Regions from separate parts of the Mus musculus genome. Here regions 1 and 3 are each linked to region 2. The links are chromatin contacts, called in public HiChIP or PLAC-seq maps. All regions are on one chromosome and are shown on one strand. Each heading gives the region's core, a stretch centred on a gene start, on an enhancer-like site or on the middle of the called end of the contact. The rest is flanking DNA. Distances are from core to core; before and after follow the strand shown.

Region 1 (4,130 bases), core at 893-3,392, 390 kb before region 2:
GTTAGACAGTACAGGATCTGGATCCTAGGAAGGGGACTCTGTAGTTGTTAAAATTAGATTCCAGCTGGTGATTGGAAGTGAAGCTTAAAAAGCAGAGGCTAGGGTGGGTCTGCCTGCCTCCCGAGGTAAAGGGCCAGCTACCACGGAACAGACTGCCAGAGTGCTGGTGCCCCAGGAAGAGAGCACAAAAGTCAGGACATGGTGGCAGTCCAGCAGGAGCTGGATCGGACTCATCCTTCTTACCAAACCCCTAGTCCCAAATAAACCAGAGCCTCTGGATCTGGGTTCGAAATTTAACTTAATATGCTGTGTGACCAAGCATGTCACCTCACCCTCTCTGAACCTCAATACCCATCATTCTTTTTTTTTTTTTTTTTTAAACAGGGTTTCTCTGCATGGCCCTGGCTGTCCTGGAACTCACTCTGTAGACCAAGCTGGCCTCGAACTCAGAAATCCACCTGCCTCTGCCTCCCAATTGCTGGGATTAAAGACCTGTATCACCACTGCCCGGCTAGTACCCATCATTCTTATACGAGAACCACAGTAGTCACTTTAAGGGTGGGGGATACTCTTGGGGAGAGCCTAGACAGAGTGGGGACCCAGCAAGAAGCAGTTTCCACCTTGGGGGAAAGAAAGCCATCACTGTGCCCAATGGGGCTGCCTGAGACCTGGGAAGCAGAAGCACGGCCTAGTTCCCTGGGCTGGTGGCTGAGGACTCTTGCTGATCCCTGGTTACTATGCATTAATCTCTGTAAAGGGCCCTGCCACGGGGTCTGGAGCACAGTGAATGTCACACATCTGGAATGATGCTCACACTGAGGCAACATCTGGGCATTCACTGTGTCAGGTTTCAAGTCAGCTACCCAGGGCCTTGAGAAATGGTAAAGCTGGGCACATCTAGATCCCTGAGAATCTAGAGCCCAATCTAGGGTGGCAGAGGGGAGACACAAAAGCACCCACAACACAAGACAAGGTCAGGTGGAGACCCGCAGAGAGGTTTCTGAATGGCAGGAGGATGCCAGGGAGTGTAGTAAAGATGAGCTGATCTGTAGGCATTGCCTGTGCCTGGGCACCCTGTCTTACTCATATAGTCTCATTTAAAGCTCAAAACAGCAGTTACAGGGACTTCTTGTGGGCAAGTAGACCTTGCCACCAGACAGAAGAACTGGTCAGGCTGAGTGGCCCCAAGCCCCCTGAAACTCAGAACTGAGAATGGTAGGAGTGGGGCCAACTCCATGCCAAACTCTACGTGCTCTGGGACACATAACCACGACAACCCACTGAGATGACCATGACAATCAGCCATGTGGGGGAAAACATCTGAAGTCCTTCCCCATGCAGGTTAGCATCATTAGCATCTCAGTTTGAGCCAATAGGAAACCCCTACCCCTGGATCCCACCCTGCTCCTCAGTGTTTATAAAGTCCCTGTACACATGGAATAGAGCGCACAGGCTATTTCACCGAGAATCATCTGAGAGCGACTGATTTACTGAGCTGTGACACTTGGGGAAAAGGTTTTCTTCCCAGAAGCATTCATCGCTGGTCCTTGTACCCTCCTGACAGGCTGGACTCATGCTCCTGCTGCCTCTGTTGTCACTGCCTGCTGCCACCGGCAGCTGCCCTGCCCCAGCTGCTGGTATTGACGCTGCCACGGTGCAGGCCAGATCTGGGACCTCAGGTACCTGCCCCGCGTAGGCTTCCCTTCTGAGAGCTGTCACACTGTGTCCGTCTCTGGCTGGACCACAGGGTTCTGCAGAGGATGACAACTTCTAGTCCCATTTTACAGATGCAGAAACTGAGCCCAGAGAGGTCGTGTGATGGCTGATGGCAACCTTCATTGTCAGCTTGATAGGATTTAGAGTCACCATGGCAATAAATCTGCAGGAACGACTCTCAGGAACTTTCTAGACTGTCTTAACAGAGGTGAGAAGACCCACCCTAAACACGCACCGCACCGTTCTACGGCTAGGAGCCTCGATTAAGTGAAAAGACAAAGTAAATAGAGAACCAGCATTCATCTCTCGCGTCTTCCTGCAGATGCAATGGCCACCTCATTCCCAGGGCAAGCCTTCCAGGCCGCGACAGGATGGGGAATGGAAAGATGCAGCAGGGAGCCTGACCAGGAGATGGCGCCAGTGTTGCTGACTTTGAATGACAAACGAGACGGACAAAGTGGCCAGGCTTCTGCTGGATTAGAAACAGACCGCTCAGCATGAGAAATAGCCAGGGCTAGAGCCATTAGCCTTATCAAAAAGCTGATTGCTCTTAGCAAAGTATTTAATACGGTTTCCTGCTATTAGGGCCCAAACCTGGACTAGCAAGATATTAATTCTGCAGATAATCATTGAGAGGGGAGGACCATATTTTAATATATGGCAACAGGCAAGCTATTGTCATTTTTCCCTTCTATCTTGATTGCCGGCTACCCAATTAGAACTGGCTTTCGATGCCCCTTCCTGGAGGGACGGAGATAAGGCTTAATGTCCTCGAACAAGATCTATCGGCTGCGACGAGAGGCCCATAAATATTAATAAATCTATAATTAGTCCTGTGGAAAGGGGTATCCATCCATGAGGCAGTTCCACCCATCGATGCCAAGAAACCACTTTTGCTGGGAAAGCATGACTTTTCTCTCCCAAATGCCAGGCTCTTTGTTCCAGAAGGAAGCAGCCCTTAGATGGTCCAGATCCTGATGTGTTTGCTTTGAGACAGACCCTCAAGAACAGCCAGGATTTCTGCAGTGGTCTCCAGGGAGGGAGGCTTAGCCTAGGTGGTTATAGGAGAAGGTTGGGGGCCCAGAAACATTTTCTCACATTATTTTAATTTTTAAAAACCTTCTTATTGATTCTTTGTGAAGTTCACTTTATGCACCCCAATCTCACTCATTTCCCCATCCCTTCATATCTACCCTCTGCCCTTGCAACCCAAAAGAAATTTCTTTTTCTTTTTTTCTTTTTTTTCTTCTTTTTCTTTTTTGGTTTTCTGAGACAGGGTTTCTCTGTATAGCCCTGGCTGTCCTGAAACTCACTTTGTAGACCAGGCTGGCCTCGAACTCAGAAATCCGCCTGCCCTCTGCCTCCCGAGTGCTGGGATTAAAGGCGTGTGCCTAAAAATTTTTTTAAAAAGTAAAAGAAGCAACAACCAAAAGCATCTCTCTGTAGAAGCCGCAGGGTGTCCCACAGTACACCTTTTATCCAAATATCATTACTTGCAAATGTTCATTGCAATGAGTCTTTGGTCTGGCTCAAGGCCTCTGGCTTCTGCTAGTCTATCAGTAGTGGATGCTCACGGACTCCTCTCAGATATTCTGTTCTTGCCCTGTGTCATGGAGATTCTGCAACTTTGGATCTGCAGGACCAGCCCCTTCATGAGCTCCAGCAGTTCATAGATGGAGTAGATGTTGGGGTGGGCCCTGGATCAAAGCTCCCCAGTGCTGCACCCATCGAGGGGCATTGGCCTGCCCATGCAACCACCTGGCTAGTGAGGGGTGGAGCCAACTCTGCTCAGCGTCCCACACCCCTCGTACATCTACATGGCCCAGGGGCGGCAACCCAGACCAGGACTATGCACTCGGCCTTTGATGGTAACATGGACCACAGATGTTGACACAGACCCTTGCTGCTGCAGGGCAATGGACCCAGACATGGCTCTTGGTAGCACCATGGGCAGCGACTTCACTGTGGCCTCAGATGACAACACAGGCTGCTCCCTTCAGGCTGTTCCTCAGCACCCTCATGTCTCCAGTTCTGCCTCTCCTCATGGTGCTCAGACCCCTCTGCTTCTCTCTCTCCCATCTCTCTACCACTTGCGAACTGCAGTGGCTCTCTCTCTCTTTTTTTTTTTTTTAAAAAGATTTATTTATTTATTTATTATATGTAAGTACACTGTAGCTGTCTTCAGAGACTCCAGAAGAGGGCATCAGATTTCATTACGGATGGTTGTGAGCCACCATGTGGTTACTGGGATTTGAACTCAGGACCTTCAGAAGAACAGTCAGCGCTCTTAACCACTGAGCCATCTCGCCAGCCCTGCAGTGGCTCTTATAGTGGATGGGCCTCTGGGTGTCTTCTGCCCCACCCCCCATGTGGTGGTAGACAGGTTCCTTCATTATTTTAATTTTTTGTTTGTT
Region 2 (4,373 bases), core at 1,547-4,046:
ACAGACCATAATTATTTGGTTAAAAGAAACAAAAACAAAAAACCCACTGACATTGTACTGAACATCTAGTCTGTTCCTTAGTGTTACTTATTTCTTAAAAAGTAGTTACAATGTCTACCCATCATTTATATATGTAGTATATTATACTATATATAACCTAGACATAATGTGGCACCTGTGTGTGTGGTGGGTACATGTGTCCTAGAAGCAATTCCCTAGACACTGAGCAGTGACTGGTGACTATTTCTAGATAAGCATTTTCAATCAAACATGTCCACCCTGCTGTTTTCATTGCTCAAACCCATCTGTCTGTCTGTCCTCAGTAAACAGAAACTCTGTTCTCCTAGTTGCTTAGGTCAGTATTCCTGGGGCCAACCCTTGCCTTCTTTCTTTCTTTCTTTCTTTCTTTCTTTCTTTCTTTCTTTCTTTCTTTTTTTTTTCGAGACAGGGTTTCTCTGTTTCTCTGTATAGCCCTGGCCGTCCTGGAACTCACTTTGTAGACCAGGCTGGCCTTGAACTCAGAAATCCACCTGCCTCTGCCTCCCAAGTGCTGGGATTAAAGGCGTGCGCCACCACGCCCGGCTCCTTGCCTTCTTTCATATCTAATCCCAATCTACCAGCAAATCCTGTTATCTCTTCCTTTAAAGTATCTCCACCTTCTGTCCTTTTCCTGCTTCCTCCACCGGCAAAATCCTGGACTGCGTCACCCTTTCACCTGGGTTATTACAGCAGCTGACAACCTGGCCTTCCTGTCTTTCTTGTACTATGTTCGTCTCCTACATAATAGCCTTGCTTATGTAAGCAAAGCCTGCGTGCAAATGCCACAACAGAACAGTGCAGTAAGAATCAGTGCTCTGTCCTCACTTGCTACTGACCGTTCAGAGAACACTAAACCCTTACTCGTGCCTACCGGTGCCCACGTGACACGGTCCCTCCATACTCTTCTGGCTTTATGTCTAACTACCTTCTGGTTTCTATCACTCTGGTATACCATCTTTTCAAGTCCTCAAAACTGCTAACAAGGGTGTGAAGTTGGTTTTCTCATTATCTGGAAAGATAGCTTATGGCTTGTTCTCTAGCTCCTTGCAAGCAACCAAATGCTACTTTATCCTCTCCGAAGGGCATATATAACATACTTCTATGTGACCAACTTACATTTTCTCAAGCCCATGCATTCCCTACCCCCTTGGCTTCCTGGATTTTTATGAAAATCATTTTTTTGTTTCATTTTATACTTGCATGTCCATTTTTCTCTTCTCTAGAAGGCAAGTTCCCAAGGGCAGGGACAGCTTGTCTGTTTTCCCAGAACAGTGCTTCAAACACAGATGCTCAGAAATTATTCACTGAATGAAGGAACCTTTGGCTAATATGTGAGGAATTTGGGATCAGGTGATTTGACTGAGTCAGGCCTTGACTGAATTCTAGTTTTGCCATTTCCTGGCTATGCCCAAGCAGCTCTGGACAGGTAACTCACTCGAATCTCATGTGTTCTCATTATCAAATGGTGATAGCAATCCCCGTGCCAGAGCACTGTTGTTAAGGACTGACATTTAAAATAGTAACATCTGGATACATAGACTTAGTACAAAGGGTACTCAGAACATGAGTTACTCAGTACTCAGCAACTATTTAGATGAGGTCTCAAAAGCCCGAGCTTTTTTGTAAGGTGGGGTCTTAAAAGCTGGTCTGGAATTTACTGCACAGACCAAGCTGGCCTGGAACCCTCAGGAGAACCACCTGCCTCTGCCTCCCTATATCATTATAAGGTGTTGACTTGTGCGTTAATTCAATCAGCTATGAATTCAGCTTTGATTCCAGATGCTGGGACACACTTAGATACACTCTCTTCATTCAGATCTTAGCTCTGTGAGCTTGAAACTTATGTGATCACCACACCTCTGTAACCTGTTTCCTCAGTTGTTAAACCGTGAGACGATAACACTTACCTCATAGCTTTGAAAAGTGTCTAGCACATAGAAACTTCTCAACTACACTAGCTATGATCATGATGCACTCCAGGTGAAGAAGGGTCAAAGCATGTATATTAGGGACAGAGAAGTTAAGAAAACCAGGCATCAACTATAGGAATGTCTTTTAGGCTGGGAGGGGACTCACATCTAATAAGTTCAACAACGTCAGGGAGTTGTAGGTATGTGTGTTGGGGGGGGGGTGCACGCACAGAGGACGTCAGGTGTCCCGCTCAATCACTCTCCAGCTTATTCTTTTGAGACTGAGTCTTTCACTGAACCTGGAGTTAAGCAGGCATCTAGCAAGCTCCGGCGATCTTCCTGTCTCAGCCCCAGAACACTGAAGTTACAGACCTGGCCCACCAACTTGGGCTTTTTAATGATGGGAACACAAATCCTCATTCTTGCATAGCAAGCACTTGGAGCCATCACACCCCTCCAAAAAAAAAGTTGTGTGTGTGTGGGGCCAGACTCAGTAGAGGTCAGTAGACGGCGCAGTTCCACCAGGTGAGAAAAGGGGTATCACTTCGGAAGTCAGAACAGGAACCAAAGTGGGGAGCCCTGCCAAGAGTTCGTGTCTTTAAAGGAACTAGAGGAGCGCTGGGGAGAGGGGCCCAGGCACGGAGGGAGGTGTGGCCTAGGCCAGCCACCAAAGCGACGCGGCCCTTCCCACACCCAGCTCCCGCGCTTCCTGCCTCAGTGTGTCCTAAGGATTCGTTTCTGGACGCTCCTAAGCGGCTGGGCTCCCTTACACTCCCGCCACTCTTACCTCGTCTTCCAGTCTTTCCCTCACTCTCCCGCCTCCTGCACCCTAGGCGGAAATGACGACTAAGTAGTGCGTCGCGCCGCGCCAGAAAGGTTCTGCGGAGCGGGAAAAAGGGTTCCGGTGAGGCTCACTGCGCCGGCGCGCGGGCGCGAGCGGTTAAAGCGCATTTTCGGTGTTCGAGGACCTGGATTTGTTCCCTCGGCCTGGCCGGCTAGAAGTCAGGGACCAAGGATACTGCCGCCTCCTAAGGATCGTTTTCCTCCGGCTCCGAAGCCTCTCGGCGCCCGGCTGTGGCCCTTGCCCTTTGACCCCCGTGGCGGCGGGGTGAGAGGTCGGGTGGCCATCTTGTGGCGGCGGCGCGGGCGGCTGTTACTGCGGAGACCTGTCCCCTCCCCCCACCTGGTACCCCGAGCTGTCTGTCAGTCGGCGGAGAGCCCTGCAGCCTGTCAGCGGAGGCCTGGGCCGAGTGCGGTCGCTTTCCCCGTCTCATCGGGCGGCCCGGGCTGCTCCCCACCACCGCCACCATGTCCTCCTTCTCAGAATCGGCGCTGGAAAAGAAGCTCTCAGAGCTGAGCAACTCTCAGCAGAGCGTGCAGACCCTCTCCCTGTGGCTCATCCACCACCGCAAGCACGCAGGACCCATCGTCTCCGTGTGGCACCGCGAGCTCCGCAAAGGTGATCACCCGCACCCCGGCTCTCCCATGGCTGTGTTCCCTCATCCACTCTCCCGCAGCCCTGTGGCTTCTTAAGCCTTGTTTTGCAGGCCTGGGGCTCTGATGGAGGGTCTGAGGTTGGAAACGGTGTTATTTTATGACTTGGAGAGGGAAACTGAGGCCCGGTAAGGTATGGGAGATTCGTCTGAAGTTCCAAGGGCGCAAATGCCCAGACTTGAAGTTACTCAGCTCCTTCCCTCATCAGGCTTCCCCCTCACACCTTACGACAGTTGTTTTTGTTTTTGTTTTAAATCGTGGCTGTGTTTGGAGCTGGGAGCCCCGTGTTGGGCAATTGGAATACGATCCAGCCGTCTCTGGTCAGACTGCCCACATTAAGACCTGGTGCAAACGTGTTCTAGCTAAGTGATCCTGGGAACGTTTCTTCATATCCTTGTGCCGGTGTATTCTAATCTGTAAAACGGATACAAACTTACCTGTACTTCCAAAGCCTTGACTCCGTGTTAGTTACTATCCATAGACTTGAGAACAGGATGGTAAATTGGGTAGCCTTCTGCCCTTGCCACTAAATTCAGACTCTCACGATATTCCCCGAGCGCTACCTGTTTCTTGCCAGGCCCGGTGTTGGATGCAAGTTGTTTCTGGCTACTGTCTGGAAGTTAAGTCTATCTGTCACTGAACCCAACAGTTTAACCTCTATGTCCTTTATTCCTTATATAGAAAATGGAGATGATGGTAGTTTATGTTATTGTGGCTTTATTATGTGCTGCTATCTTTATGCGGGTTGCTTTTGTTTTTGCTTTGGGACAGAACCTTTAGCCTTTACAGGTCTGGATCTCCCTATGTAGACCAGGCTGGCCTCGAACTCAGACCCGCCTGTTTCTGCCTCCCAAATGCTGGGATTAGTGACTTGTGCCACCATACTGGATGGTTCTTTGTTTTTTTTTTGTTTGCTTGTTTTTTGTTTTG
Region 3 (4,289 bases), core at 1,011-3,510, 430 kb before region 2:
GCAAAGATCTATATTAAAAAATCACAAAATAATAGCCGAGAAAAGTTAAACATCTAAACCAGTGGTTCCCAACCTGTGGGTCAAGCTCCCACTGGGGTCACAGATCAGACATATTTACAATTCATAACAGTAGCAAAATTATAGTTATGAAGCAGCACCAAAATAATTTTATAGTTGGGGTCACCACAACTTGAACTGTATTAAAGGGTTACAGCGTCAGGAAGGTTGAGAACCGCTGCCCTAAATGAATGAGGAGGCCTCCAATAATTATGGACTGAATGACTCAACACTCAAATTGTTTCTCCCCAAACAATCTTCAAGTTAAGCACTGTCTCAGGCAAGACTTTCCTACAGAAATTGACAACATAATTACATAATTGTATGGAATGGACAGGGATACAGGTCAATGCAAGAGATGAATCTTTCTTCCCACCACAGGGTCAGTTTCCATTACACAGATTTATTGTGACATACACACACACACACACACAAGCACATACATACATATTTGGCCAGATGTAGTGAAACATGCCTTTAATCTCAGGAATCAGAGGCAGGCAGCCTGGTCTACATAGTGAAACCCTGTCTACAAACAATAATGTATTTCTTTGAGACGAGCTCTCTATCTTATGTAGCTTCTTCCTTGGAGAAGACGTTCCCCTACTCTCAGCACTCCTTGGCTGCCTGTAATTGCAGCTTTGAAGCTCCATAAGCTCCACTTCCTCTGCCCACATGAGCATGTCTACTGGCGTCGTCCTTGTTCAGGCCATGTGTTGGCAGCCGCGTTAGGAAGACCTTATGGCCGCAGCTTCTGACATTTCTAGGAGACACAATCTCACAGGCAAATCCTCTGTTCTTCTGGCTCTTCAAGTCTTCTGCCCACTCTTCAGCCACGGGTTGTAGTTTCCCTTAATGGTCTTCATCTGCTGCAGAGAGAAGCTTCCTTGATAAGAGGTTGTTGGGAACTGGAGAGATGGCTCAGCAGTTAAGAGCACTGACTGCTCTTGCAAAGGTCGTGAGTTCAAATCCCAGCAACCACATGGTGGCTCACAACCATCAGTAATGAGATCTGACGCCCTCTTCTGGAGTGTCTGAAGACAGTTACAGTGTACTTAGATATAATAATAAATCTTTAAGAAAATTACCCATACACATAAAAAAGTGCCCAGCCATTGAGCTAGTCAAGGCATATCAAAATTAGCTTGGGGTGTGTGTGCCTTTCATTGGTGAATCCAGAGCGCTCTTGGGTGAGTGCAGCGCTTTCCCCAATGGGAACCAAAGTGGTTTAACTAATTTGCTGTTGTAAGAGGTGAGGACTGTGCTTATTTTATGAAAATAAGCATAGATATTAAGGATGTAGTTAGGGGTTATGCTGTTTAGTAAAGCAGTGGTTATAGGTGATAGGTTTTTTTCTTCAAAATCCATGACTTCAGTAGTCTTGGGTAACTGGCTAGGTGTCCAGGAGCAGACATGATTTCCCTCTCGTTGAGAAGATCTTAATGTCTAATTAGAGAGCTGTTGGTTACTGCCAAAGTATGCATGGCACTATTGCACCCTTACAGTTACTGTGCCATGCTGCTTGTGTGGTTCATGGGTGTCAGAGCTGGGTAGGGCTCTTGGTTGCTTCCCTTCTTTGGAAGCTTGCATGAAGCCTTCTGGTACCAGGAAAGCTATAGTCCTCAGGCAGGATTTATTGTTACATTGTATTTATTATTCATTTATTTATTATTTGCTTTGAGACAGTTTCTCTCTACGTAGTCCTGGCTGCTCTAGAACTCACTACACAGACCAGGCTGCCCTCAGACTCAGAGATCTTCGTGCCTCTGCCTGCCAAGTGCTCGGATGTAAAGTATGCACTACCACGATCTGTAGCGTGAACTACATTTAAAAGGCAATCCATGCTACGGCCGGCAAGGCACTGGCGGACAGGCCACCCGGCTCTCTAAGTTCCCATGGCCGGCCGCCGCCACCCCCCTCCCCCAGCCCCCCATGCTTCCAAATTCCTGTGGCAGGCTGGGATGCCCTGCCACCATACCTTTCTCTGGAACCCAGCTGAGTCGCCTCATGAAGGAAAACACCACACAATCTTAGTTTAGAATCAACAGGCAATACAATCGCTGGGTGCAGAAACTAGCATCCTGATTTTGTAAGCTATTCAAATTATAAATCCTCCAGGTGGTGCATCCCAGTGGATCTGCCACCTAAACCAGGAACCTCTTTCTACCTACATTGTGTACTCCACACTCTCTCCTGTCCAAAAGGAAGTCTCTTTCTCGTGCTTCCCTCTTCCTCTCACCGACCCAGAAGTCCCGCCTACTACTCACCCAGTGATTGGTCCCTTGAAATCTTTATTCATTAGGGGAAGATTTCTGCCACAGTGCTCTGCTACTGTTACCTTTAGGTGGCGCACGCCTTTAATCCCAGCACTCGGGAGGCAGAGGCAGGCGGATTTCTGAGTTCGAGGCCGGCCTGGTCTACAGAGTGAGTTCCAGGATAGTCAGGGCTATACAGAGTAACCCTGTCTCAAAAAACCAAAAAAAAAAAAAAAAAAAAAAAAAAAAAAAAGAACCAATTTCTAGGGCTGGGGCTGTAGTTTAGAGGTAGACAGCTTCTCTGGTATCCAAGAGGCGCTTGGCTCTTCCATACTACCAATAAACAAAAACAGCCTCCGAGCTGGGGAGATGGCTGAGTGAGATGCCTCAGGAGTGTAAGGGCTTGATTTTGAGTCTCCACGACAGTGCATGTGGGATCCTGTTCCGCCTCCAGGGAAATGGGAGGCAGAGATAGGAGAATGCCCAGATGCTCACAGGCAGCTAACCTGGGGTACACATCAACTAGCAAGGTGAAAGGTGAGTCCCAACAGCTGGGGTTAGCCTCTGACTTCCACATACTATAGCACAGGCATCTACATGTCTACATACACACATCATGCACATGCAAATCACACACGGTCACATACATACACTCTCATACACACACACTCTCACACACTCATACACTCAAACTCTCTCACACACACATACACTGTCACACACACACTCTCACACATTCACACCCACCCACACATATGTACTCACACTCTAACACACTCTACACACGTACACACACTCTCCCCACACACACATACACTCACACTCTGACACACACATACTCATACACACACTCCCCCATTCTCTCTCTCTCTCACACACACTCATACACACATTCACACACACACATATAGTCACATTCACATCCTGACACACACTCTACACAGTCACCCATGCTCACATACACTCTATCACACACATTCTCTCTTTCTCTTACACACACACACACACACACACACACACACACTCCTATTCAGTGATGGTGGCTCATGTCTCTAGGGTCTAGCAGTTGCAAGGCTGAGGTGGGATGACCCAATGTCTGCTTGAGCTACAGAGTGAGACCCAATCACAAACAACAAACAAATGAGACTCAACTTCACTGAAGCATATTTTACAAAATAAAACTAAATGAAAAATAAAGTACAGACCCACCCAGAGGGCTTGGGGTTACAGGCATGAGCCACCACACCTGGCTAACTGTATTCCTTTAACATCTTTGTCTAGCTTTGTCTGCAGGTGTCCTGGAGATGGTGGGCTGGGTTCTATTCCTTCTTGAATAAATTTTCTGAAGAAGCAACCATTTTGTTACAAGTTATTTATTTATTTATTTATTTATTTATTTATTTTTGGTTTTTTGAGACAGGGTTTCTCTGTGTAGCTCTGGCCGTCCTGGAACTCACTCTGTAGACCAGGCTGGCCTCGAACTCAGAAATCCACCTGCCTCTGCCTCCCAAGTGCTGGGATTAAAGGGGTGCGCCACCACGCCTGCCCAGCTTGTTACAAGTTATTTTAAGTGGATAGAAAGTTAGCCTTAGTCATACAGATTTAAAAAAAGACACAAAAATGAAACAAACAAAAAGACTCCATTTGCCCCATTTAAATTTATTTATGTAATTTTTGTGTGCTGGGTAATAGTTGTACCTCTGAGCAGGCCCTTGTCCCCTATTTTGACTTTTGATGTCTTAATTTACCTCATTCTATACTGTCAATCTCTTAACAAGCTAATGTAGCTGTCCTTTGTATAAGCACATAGTGGATTTTGCTCCATGCTTACAGTGTCAGCGTAGTCTAAATATCGCTATGTTCACTCTTACAAGTAAGATTTGTCCTCCTAGGTGCTCTGATTGATGTATTAATCTCTTTCTCCTGGTGGTTATGACTTCTCTCAGCTTTTAGAGGTATTTTTCTCTTTCCTTCATT

Evidence for each region. HiChIP or PLAC-seq counts read pairs in DNA pulled down with a chosen protein or histone mark.
Region 1: a contact with region 2 is called in an H3K27ac HiChIP or PLAC-seq map of VIP interneurons, with 6 times the contacts expected there. The contact joins the enhancer-like site here to the promoter of Tti1 in region 2. A contact is called at or near these places in 12 of 39 promoter capture datasets (3T3-L1-derived adipocytes, the C10 cell line, the HPC-7 cell line and 9 more), 1 of 15 datasets of contacts at CTCF or cohesin (the NIH/3T3 cell line), 35 of 115 datasets of contacts at active chromatin or transcription factors (the 230-238 cell line, the NIH/3T3 cell line, the SCID.adh cell line and 23 more) and 2 of 9 other capture datasets (adipose tissue and macrophages).
Region 3: an H3K4me3 HiChIP or PLAC-seq map of embryonic stem cells shows a contact between it and region 2, with 10 times the contacts expected there. The contact joins the promoter of Platr27 here to the promoter of Tti1 in region 2. A contact is called at or near these places in 21 of 39 promoter capture datasets (the 3T3-L1 cell line, 3T3-L1-derived adipocytes, the C10 cell line and 11 more), 1 of 15 datasets of contacts at CTCF or cohesin (embryonic stem cells), 44 of 115 datasets of contacts at active chromatin or transcription factors (the 230-238 cell line, DN3 thymocytes, the SCID.adh cell line and 26 more) and 4 of 9 other capture datasets (adipose tissue, embryonic stem cells, liver and 1 more).

What each region holds. Positions count from the first base shown.
Region 1 is chr2:157,633,724-157,637,853 of GRCm38.p6, forward strand. No RefSeq gene overlaps it. Among named protein-coding and RNA genes, the nearest start is that of Platr27, 38 kb to the left of the region's middle. Within about 2 kb of position 2,143, at least 3 of the 459 cell types and tissues checked have an H3K27ac peak or open chromatin away from gene starts, as enhancers often do. A contact at or near this core is called in VIP interneurons, where this site is marked.
Region 2 is chr2:158,025,638-158,030,010 of GRCm38.p6, forward strand. Tti1 (TELO2 interacting protein 1) reads right to left here and starts at 2,797. Exons shown (of 8, transcript NM_029282.2): 1 at 2,737-2,797. It overlaps Rprd1b (regulation of nuclear pre-mRNA domain containing 1B), which reads left to right and starts at 2,860. Exons shown (of 7, transcript NM_001291134.1): 1 at 2,860-3,408. The coding sequence starts at 3,258.
Region 3 is chr2:157,595,060-157,599,348 of GRCm38.p6, forward strand. It overlaps Platr27 (pluripotency associated transcript 27), which reads right to left and starts at 2,261. Exons shown (of 2, transcript NR_166472.1): 1 at 2,036-2,261; 2 at 520-926.